2 separate regions of the Ovis aries genome follow, and region 1 is linked to region 2. Evidence: chromatin contacts called from public Hi-C data. All regions are on one chromosome and are shown on one strand. Each heading gives the region's core, a stretch centred on a gene start, on an enhancer-like site or on the middle of the called end of the contact. The rest is flanking DNA. Distances are from core to core; before and after follow the strand shown. Region 1 has its middle 53 kb from the start of SOD1. Region 2 holds the start of SOD1 (superoxide dismutase 1).

Region 1 (3,951 bases), core at 1,217-3,716, 52 kb before region 2:
CTACCCACTCCAGTATTCTTGCCTGAAGAATTCCATGGAGAGGGGAGCCTTGAGGGCTACCGTCAGTCCATGGGGTCGCAAAGAGTCGGACACGACTGAGCGACTAACACACACACACGCGCACACACACACGCGCGCACACACACGCACACACACACACACACGCGCACACACACACACAGAAGGACATCTTTCCCTTTGATATAAAAACAAGACTATTAATAGGATCTTTGAATAGGGTCTGACTTTACCCTGGGGTGATGGTGTGTCTTGGTAACCTTCCAAAGGGGAGAAAGTTTCCAGATCTTCAACTTCCATTAACTCTCTCCTCCAAGGCTGATCTGGATGAAGCTGCAAGCTGGTTTTCAGTCTCTCACCCCTTTACAATTACTCCTCTCCTACTTTACAGAGGAAACAGCTGTGTCAACCACTCTCAGTCTCACAAAGAGTCCCATCCCCGGAAGCAAGGGGTCCCCGGGGGCATCAAACAAGGGGGAACGGCAGTGTCTCTGTGGCCCAAGAGAACTGACTGATGCCTGGGTCACAAGTCCTGACAAATCAGGTCACTTCCCCTGCACTATGTGTGTTTCTTATTTTAATTAAAAAAAATATGCCTGAGTTTTGTTTTCAACTTTTTTTTTTTTTTAATTTTTTGGCTATGCCACACAGGATGTGGGATCTTAGTTCCCTGATCAGGAACTGAACCCAGGTCTCTTGCATTGAAAGTGCAGAGTCTTAACCATGGGACCAGCAAGAAAGTCCCTCATGCATTATTTTACACAAAATTAGAGGGGGACCTAAGTGAACTGCCCATTAATACAGCATTAAAAGTGATTTTTATGGAAGATCACTAAATGATTTCTGGCAAATAGTGCTGAAGGAATTTAAAGAATCGAATGACAGGGCTGTAACAAAACTTCCAAACCATCTCCTGATTAATGTGAAGCTGGTTTCTCAGTGCATACATCTTTTTCTTTTTTTAATCTGCCTGCACCACGTGGCATTAGGGATCTTAGTTCTCTGACCAGGGACTGAACCCACTCCCCTGCAGTGGAAATGGAGTCTTAACCACTAGACCACCAAGGAAGTCCCTACATCTTTTTTTTTTTTAATTATTAATATAGATTCATAGAAAGTTGCAAAGACAATACAGAGAGGTTCAACACATCCTTCACCCAGCTCCCCCCAGTGGTTAAACTTCTGTAGCTGCAGTGCAGGAAATTGATGCCAGTGCGGTATGTGGGGGTAGTTCACACCCTTTTATCGCGTGTGTGGGTCACATCACCACCGCCACAATCACAGTACAGAACTGCGCCATCACCACAAAGCACTTCCTTACGCTTCTCCTTTATCCGCACAACCCCCACTACCCCCACCATCCCTAACCCCTGGCAGCCTGTCTCTGAATACTGCCATTTTGAGAATGTCATATACATGGAATTATACAGTATCTGACATTTTGAGACTGGCTTTTCCAGTCATTTCATTACCCTTGAAATTCATCCAAGTTGTTGCATGAATCAATTTTTTTTTCTATTGCTGGGTAGTTTTCCACAGTACTTTTCTATATGAAAAGTGGGGATAGAGTTCATGCCAAAGCCTGATTCATTCTAGCAGTATGTTTTTTTAAATTTTTGGCTGCACCACATGGCATGTGGGAACATAGTTCCCTGAATTGGGGTTGAACTCATGTCATCTGCAGTGGAAGCTTAACCACTGGACCGCCAGGGAAGTCCCCTAGCAGTTAGGAATTTTTATCACCAATGGGATGGATTCATTGTTACCAATGAAGTCACTTGTTTCATTAAGCTATGTATTTCTAATAAAATTATTTTTTGTTTTATATCATAATTATCAATATTTTTGTATATTGTTTTATATAATATTTTGTATATTGTTTTAATTGATTGTATACTACTGATCACAGTAATGGTAAAGTAATACAAATTAAAGAAAAGTTAAACCTTATAGCCTTATGATCACAGGAAGTGGAAGATATTTAAATTTATGCATTTCATTGGAGAGAAATGATGGGTGTTCAACAAAGATTCTCAAATATCTCGCTAGAACTCTATAGGGGGTGTGGAGCAGAAGGGGGAAAGGAAGCAAAATTTCTGACTGTCATTAGTGAAAGAGTTTGCTACCTATTTTGTAAATGATTCGTGATGGTTATTAAGTCACTGGGGTACTACGGGATTCCCTGGTGGCTCAGATGGTAAACAGTCTGCCTGTCATGTGGGAGACCCGAGTTTGATCCCTGGTTCAGGAAGATCCCCTGGAGAAAGAAATGGCAACCCACTCCAGTATTCTTGCCTGGAAAATCCCATGGACGGAGGAGCCTGGCCGACTACAGTCCATGGGTCACAAAGAGTCGGACACGACTGAGTGACTTCACTTTTACTGTTAAGGTTCCACCAGCTTTTATATTTGTTTATTTATTTGGCCAGGCCTTGCAGCTTGCTGGATCTTTGTCCTCCAACCAGGGGACAAACTCAGGCCCTTAGCAATGAAAGTGCAGAGTCCTAGCCACTGGACTGCCAAGAAATCGCCCAGATGCTTTTAAAAGTGATCAGAGAGAGGAATTTCCCTACCGGTCCGGTGGTTAGGACTTGGGTGATTTCAAAGCTGAGGGCCCAGGTTCGAACCCTAGTTGGGGAACGCAGATCCCACAAACTATGCAGTGCAGCCAATAATAACAAAAAAATAAAAGTGATCTGAGAGATTTTGTTTGTAGTAAGAACACTTGAGGTGAGATCTACCCTCTTAACAAATCTATGTGTACAATACAGAATGATTAACTATAATTACAGTGTTGCAGAGCAGGCAGATTGCCAGAATGTATTCATCTTGCATAAGTGGAACTTCATACCTGAAAAAGTAATGTATGAATTTTATTTGAAAATGTCATTCTTCCCAGTGGTAAATAATCCACCTGCTGATGCAGGAGACTCCGGCTTGCTCCTTGGGTCCGGGAAATCCCCTGGAGAAGGGGGGATTCCAACATTCTTGCTGGGGAAATCCCATGGACAGAGGAGCCTGGTGGGCTACAGTCCACGGGGTGGCAAAAGAGTTAGGTACCACTTAACAACTAAACAAAAACAATATGGGAGAAATTACATTTGCAAAAACTTAAAACAGCATGAAAATGATTTTTTAAATGCTAAAAACTTTAAAAAGCATGTGGCATTATTGTACAGCAGAAACTAACACGACATTATAAAGCAACTATACTCCAATTGAAAAAAAAATTTTTTAAGGAAATAACAGCAACAGAAAAAGCATATGGTGGCACAACAGTTTTTTAAAATTCTTCCCTGTGAGCAAAGAGATTCATTTGCTACCATTATCAAGAGGTTTTGGCAAAGCGATTTTGAAAATTTATGAGGTGATGATATCAATGTAACAGAAATACAGGCGGCTCTGTTACATAATAGTGTTCCATAGATGTTTACTGGTATCTTCTTAAGACACCAATTTGTACTAATCAGGATAATTTCAGTGGGAGTGACCAAAATCTGATCAAGCAGAAAAGAGAATTTATTGGCCTAAAAAGTAAAAGGCTGAGGTGGCTGATCCATATGCTTAGTGACAAGGATCCATATCTCTCCGCTTGTTTTGGCTCTCCTTTCCTCTTGGATGTTTTCACCTAACAGCAGGTTTTCCTCATGGCAATATGGCGGCAGGTAGCCCTGGCCTCCCATCCTCCCAATTAGAAAATCCTGGTGGGAAGACGACTTCTCTTTCCCAGTAGGTCCAGTGAAATGACAGGAATTGATTTTTATTGGTCTGGTTGGGATCATGTGCCCATCCCTGAGCCAATGACTGCAGCCAAAATGGAACGCCCTGATTGGCTAGGGCCGGATCATGTGCCCACTGAATCTGGGGAACAGGTCAGTCCCACTCAGTCTACAGGTACCGAGAGTGAACGGGTTGAGAAAGACCAGAATTTTA
Region 2 (4,473 bases), core at 796-3,295:
AACTGTGTGTGTATGTTAAGTCACTTCAGTGTGTCTGACTCTTTGCTGCCCCATGGACTGTAGCAAGCTTGTACCCCACCAAGCTCCTCGGTCCATGGGATTCTCCAGGCAAGAATACTAGAGTGGGTTGCCATGTCCTTCTCCAGGGGAATCTTCACCACCAAGGGGTCTGACCCGGGTCTCTTACATCTCCTGCACTGGCAGGCTTTACCACTAGCGCCACAGCTAAATCCTGCCTACATTAGAAGAAAAGGCAGATTGTGTTGGGAGTTCACTGGGAGACCGGAGGATTTCAACAGAAATCCCTAGCAGCCAGAGCTCTCCTCTCTTAGGTGTGTCCCTCATCGGCCCCTGTCTGGGTCTCCTTGACTCCCTGTTTCTTTTCAGTATACTTTTCCCATCTCCTCTTTTGAGTCAAGTAGGTCCAGCTCTTGCCCTCAACTTGCCAAGTTCACTGGGCATGAAAAACACCTGCAGGTCAGAATTTCTCAAATTGCCAACATCAGAGCTCCCTGGGAACAAGGGAGGAAGGTAAATTCCAGGTTTCCACCACAGACCCACTGGGTCAGAAACACAGTAATCTGTGGTTTAACGAGCCTTCTAGATGAGTCAAAAGCGTGCTTCCAGATTAAATTAAACTCAGCTCTGAAAACAGTTCACTCATCTTTGTTACTCAGGCAGCCCGCTGAGGAGGGAAGAGGAAGATTCTTCTCTTGATGCCCCCTGGCAATCCCATGGTTATCAAACTATTTTGCCAAGAAAAGCATGTTTGTGGGGGTGGGGCCAGATGGTGGTGGTGGGGATTCTCCTTCTGAGCCAAACTGTTGCAGACAAATGCACAGTAAAAAGTGAAAGTGTTAGTCACTCAGTCCTGTCCTACTCTTTGCAGACCCCACTGGACTGCAGTTGGCCAGGCTCCTCTCTCCATGGAATTCTCCAGACACGAATATTGGAGTGGGTAGCCCTTCCCTTCTCCAAGGGATCCTTCTCACCCAGGGAGTGAACCCAGGTCTCCTGCATTGCAGACAGATTTTTTACCATCTGAGCCAGGAGAGAAGCAAATGCATAGTCATTGTAAAAAAAAAATATATTTTTTTGAGAGAACATTAGTGAAGTTAAATTTGCATTTCCCAAAGGTATCCACCCACAGTCTCCCGTACATCTTTCTAGAGATTTCTGAGCACACAAGTAAACGTTTATACTTTTAAATAAAAACCCTCAGAAGTGGATTGTGCTGTTAGCTAGTTTCATGAAACGTCTTCCTTGAAGGTTAAGAAATGTATGGAGGTATCATTCACCCATTCTCCCCCTCTCCTTGACTGTTGGGGGCAGCAGACAAAACACAGAGGGATATAGAAATCAATCAGTTGGCTTTTTTTTTTTTTTTTTTTTTTGCATTTTCGGGTTTGTGGCCTTGCCACACAGGAAATATTCGAAAAGACGTAATTCTGACAACCAAATACGTAAGTCTTATGTGTTTAGGACGAAGAAAACTGCAGAGAAGAAAAGGTGAGACCCGGGACTGAGATCCACCGTCTTTACAGACCCTCGGAAAGCCACAACGCAATTAAAAAAAATGGAAATTATCACAAACACCCAGCATGAGAGTCTCAACTTGTGAAACACAAAGGCGACAACGTCAGGACCAAAGTCAGTTATCACTCACTAACATTTGCGGACAAAGGGACTTCATATCTTCAAGGCGTGCCACGTCCCTGTCCCACTTTCGTGTACTGCAATCCGCAGATCACACCCGTTCGAGGAGAAAGGCTGGGGGGAGTTTTTTTTTTTTTTTTTCCCCACGCATCCAGGTTTTACTGCGTGTTTTCACACAGCAACAGGCTAGAGGGGGCCAACAGCTCTTGAGTGACGGGCTCCTCACGCCGCCCCTTGGCTCCGCCCCCCGGTCCGTCAGGGACCCCGAGGCCTCCCCGTTGCAGGGGAGCGCGCTGAGAGCGCGGTCGGCGATTGGTTGAGGGCCAGGGTGGGCGGGGCGCGGCGGTCCAGCCCTATAAAAGTGCGGCGGCGCGCTCGCCTCGGTTTTGCGTCGGCGTGTGTTCTGCGGCGTTTCCTTGTCTGCTTGGTGGGGGTGTCTCTAGCGGTCCGGGCCAGAGAGCCTTTCCCCCGAGTCATGGCGACGAAGGCCGTCTGCGTGCTGAAGGGTGACGGCCCGGTGCAAGGCACCATCCGCTTCGAGGCAAAGGCAAGGGCTGGCGGGGTTGAGGGGGGAGACCAGCGGCGAGGCCGTGCGCGCCAACCTGTGCCCTGGAGCGGCAGGGCGGCCCTGCCGGGCCTTGTGCCGCCCTCGCCACGCCTCCCTCCCCCGGCGCGCGGTTCGGCGGGTCCGCGGTCCACTCCCCCTCCCGGGCCGCCCCCCGCGCCCCTGCTGCCGCAAAGTGCTGAGTCACCGGGCGAGCCCGGCGGCGGTGCGAGGCGAGGCCTGGGCGGGGGTGCAGGAAGGGAACACCCGGTCGGCCCCTTTGTGTGTGGGGGGGCGGGGAGGCCGACAACCGCGGGCCCGAGAGGGCGGAGAGAAAGCGAGGGAGGAGGAGAACCGGCTGCCGCGGCGCCCCTTCGACGTCCGCAGGCCCCGACGGAGACCTGCCTTGCTTTGAGGAGGCCGTGAGGCTATGCCCCCCCGCCTCCGCACCCCCCGCCCTTCTCGGCGGGGTCAGTGTCAGGGTCCTGGCATCCTGCGGATTCTTGAGTTGCGCGCCGATTCTTGAGTTGCGCAGTCCAGAGGCCTGACCCGTCCTTGAGATCTCGGGAGTGGCGGGGTGCGGCCGGGCCTTCAGGATTCTCGTGGCATCCGTTATCCCTTTGGGGCTTCCCTTGAAGGTTCGAGTGCTCCAGCTCAGGGCTCTGCAAACCACGCGCACAGTCCGTGCCGGGGTTGGTGTTTGTACAGCCCTCGAGCTGAGTGGTTTTATCTGTTCAGGTCTTTGTAGTTTTGTTTTGTTTTAATGTTTGTGTTTAAAGGAAAACACGAGTATGCAACAGTGACCCTTTACAGAAAAGTTTGCTGACACACCCTGCCCTAGGTCATGGTCAGGCTCTGTGAGGACAGAGAAAACGGCCCTGGTCAGAGCTCCAAAAAAACCAGAGCTCTAACAGACTCCGTTGTTTGAGGGGTTTTCTAGAGAGCGATAGTAATCCTGGGTGCACGGCAGACTCAGATTCACTGCGTGGGTGCAAAGTCGCTTTAGTCGTGTCCGACTCTTTGCGACCCCATGGACTGTACTCCGTTAGGATCCTCTGTCCATGGGACTCTCCAGGCAAAAGGAACTGGAATGGGTTGACGTTTCCTCTTCCAGGGGATCTTCCCAGTCCAGGGATCAATCCAGCTCTCCTGAATTGCAGGCAGATTCTTTACCCGCTGAGCCCTCAGGGAAGCCCCAGAGTCACTGGCTGAGCTTTTTAAAATAGACATTCCAGGGCTCAACTCAGGATCGATTACGTCAGAACCTGGTGCGGTGCAGTCTGAGATTTGCAGTTTTTAAAGCCTCCAAAGTGGTTCTTAACAGTGCATGGAGGATTGAGAATTCGAGGAGGCCTAGAGTATTTCCTTTGCACCGAATTGTCATTTCTGTGCTTGGAGCATTCCTGTAAACAAATTTTCAGTCAGGTGACTTTGAAATTTCTTTACCGGTAGGCCTGTTACTGAGAGGGTATTGGACAAACCTCTGCACAAATCATGTAAAATAAAGTGTACAGAAACACTCAGTGATCATACTGAAGCACAGATGTTGTGAGGAGTGTGAAACATCTTTTCACAGATGTTGTGAAAAGACTGTCCCAGATCTTAGGTTGCCAGTGGGTGGAAGATTGTGTTGGCTTGTTAATATTGAGGGAATATTTAAGGTACCAGTGAGATTTACAGTGGTTTATGGAAACATGAAAGGATATGCAAAGTGTTATATGTGAGATTTATACAAGGAAAACAAATATTTGAGCTTAATTTTTTTCCTTTTGGTGGTTTCCAAATTTTCCGAAAAGGCTTTTTGACATTAGACTAAGTTTTGCTCTTTTCTTTTGCCAGACTCTGTTTTGTCTCTCCTCTTGCCTCCATTGCTCTGCTGCTGCTGAGTCGCTTCAGTCGTGTTCGACTCTGTGCGACCCCATAGACGGCAGCCCACCAGGCTCCCCTGTCCCTGGGAGTCTCCAGGCAAGAACACTGGAGTGGGTTGCCATTTCCTTCTCCAGTGCATGAGAGTGAAACGTGAATGTGAAGTCGCTCAGTCGTGTCCGACTCCTAGCGACCCCATGGACTGCAGCCTACCAGGCTCCTCCATCCATGGGATTTTCCAGGCAAGAGGACTGGAGTGGGGTGCCATTGCCTTCTCCTGCCTCTTCGCTAGAGAACCTCAGAAGCCTCTGAGGAGTTCTTTCCCTCCGGCCACTGAGAGCCAGCTCCTGGTGTTACTTAGATTCAGCAGCCAGACTGTGAAACCTGCCGCAGCCCGGGCCCCCTTA

The links. A called contact is a pair of places that touch in the nucleus more often than the background predicts.
Region 1: a contact with region 2 is called in a Hi-C map of liver, with 2.5 times the contacts expected there. The contact joins the enhancer-like site here to the promoter of SOD1 in region 2. A contact is called at or near these places in 2 of 16 Hi-C or Micro-C datasets (liver and mixed tissues).

What each region holds. Positions count from the first base shown.
Region 1 is chr1:124,579,011-124,582,961 of ARS-UI_Ramb_v3.0, reverse strand. No RefSeq gene overlaps it. Among named protein-coding and RNA genes, the nearest start is that of SOD1, 53 kb to the right of the region's middle. Within about 2 kb of position 2,466, at least 1 of the 54 cell types and tissues checked has an H3K27ac peak or open chromatin away from gene starts, as enhancers often do. A contact at or near this core is called in liver, where this site is marked.
Region 2 is chr1:124,525,886-124,530,358 of ARS-UI_Ramb_v3.0, reverse strand. It overlaps SOD1 (superoxide dismutase 1), which reads left to right and starts at 2,045. Exons shown (of 5, transcript NM_001145185.2): 1 at 2,045-2,203. The coding sequence starts at 2,132.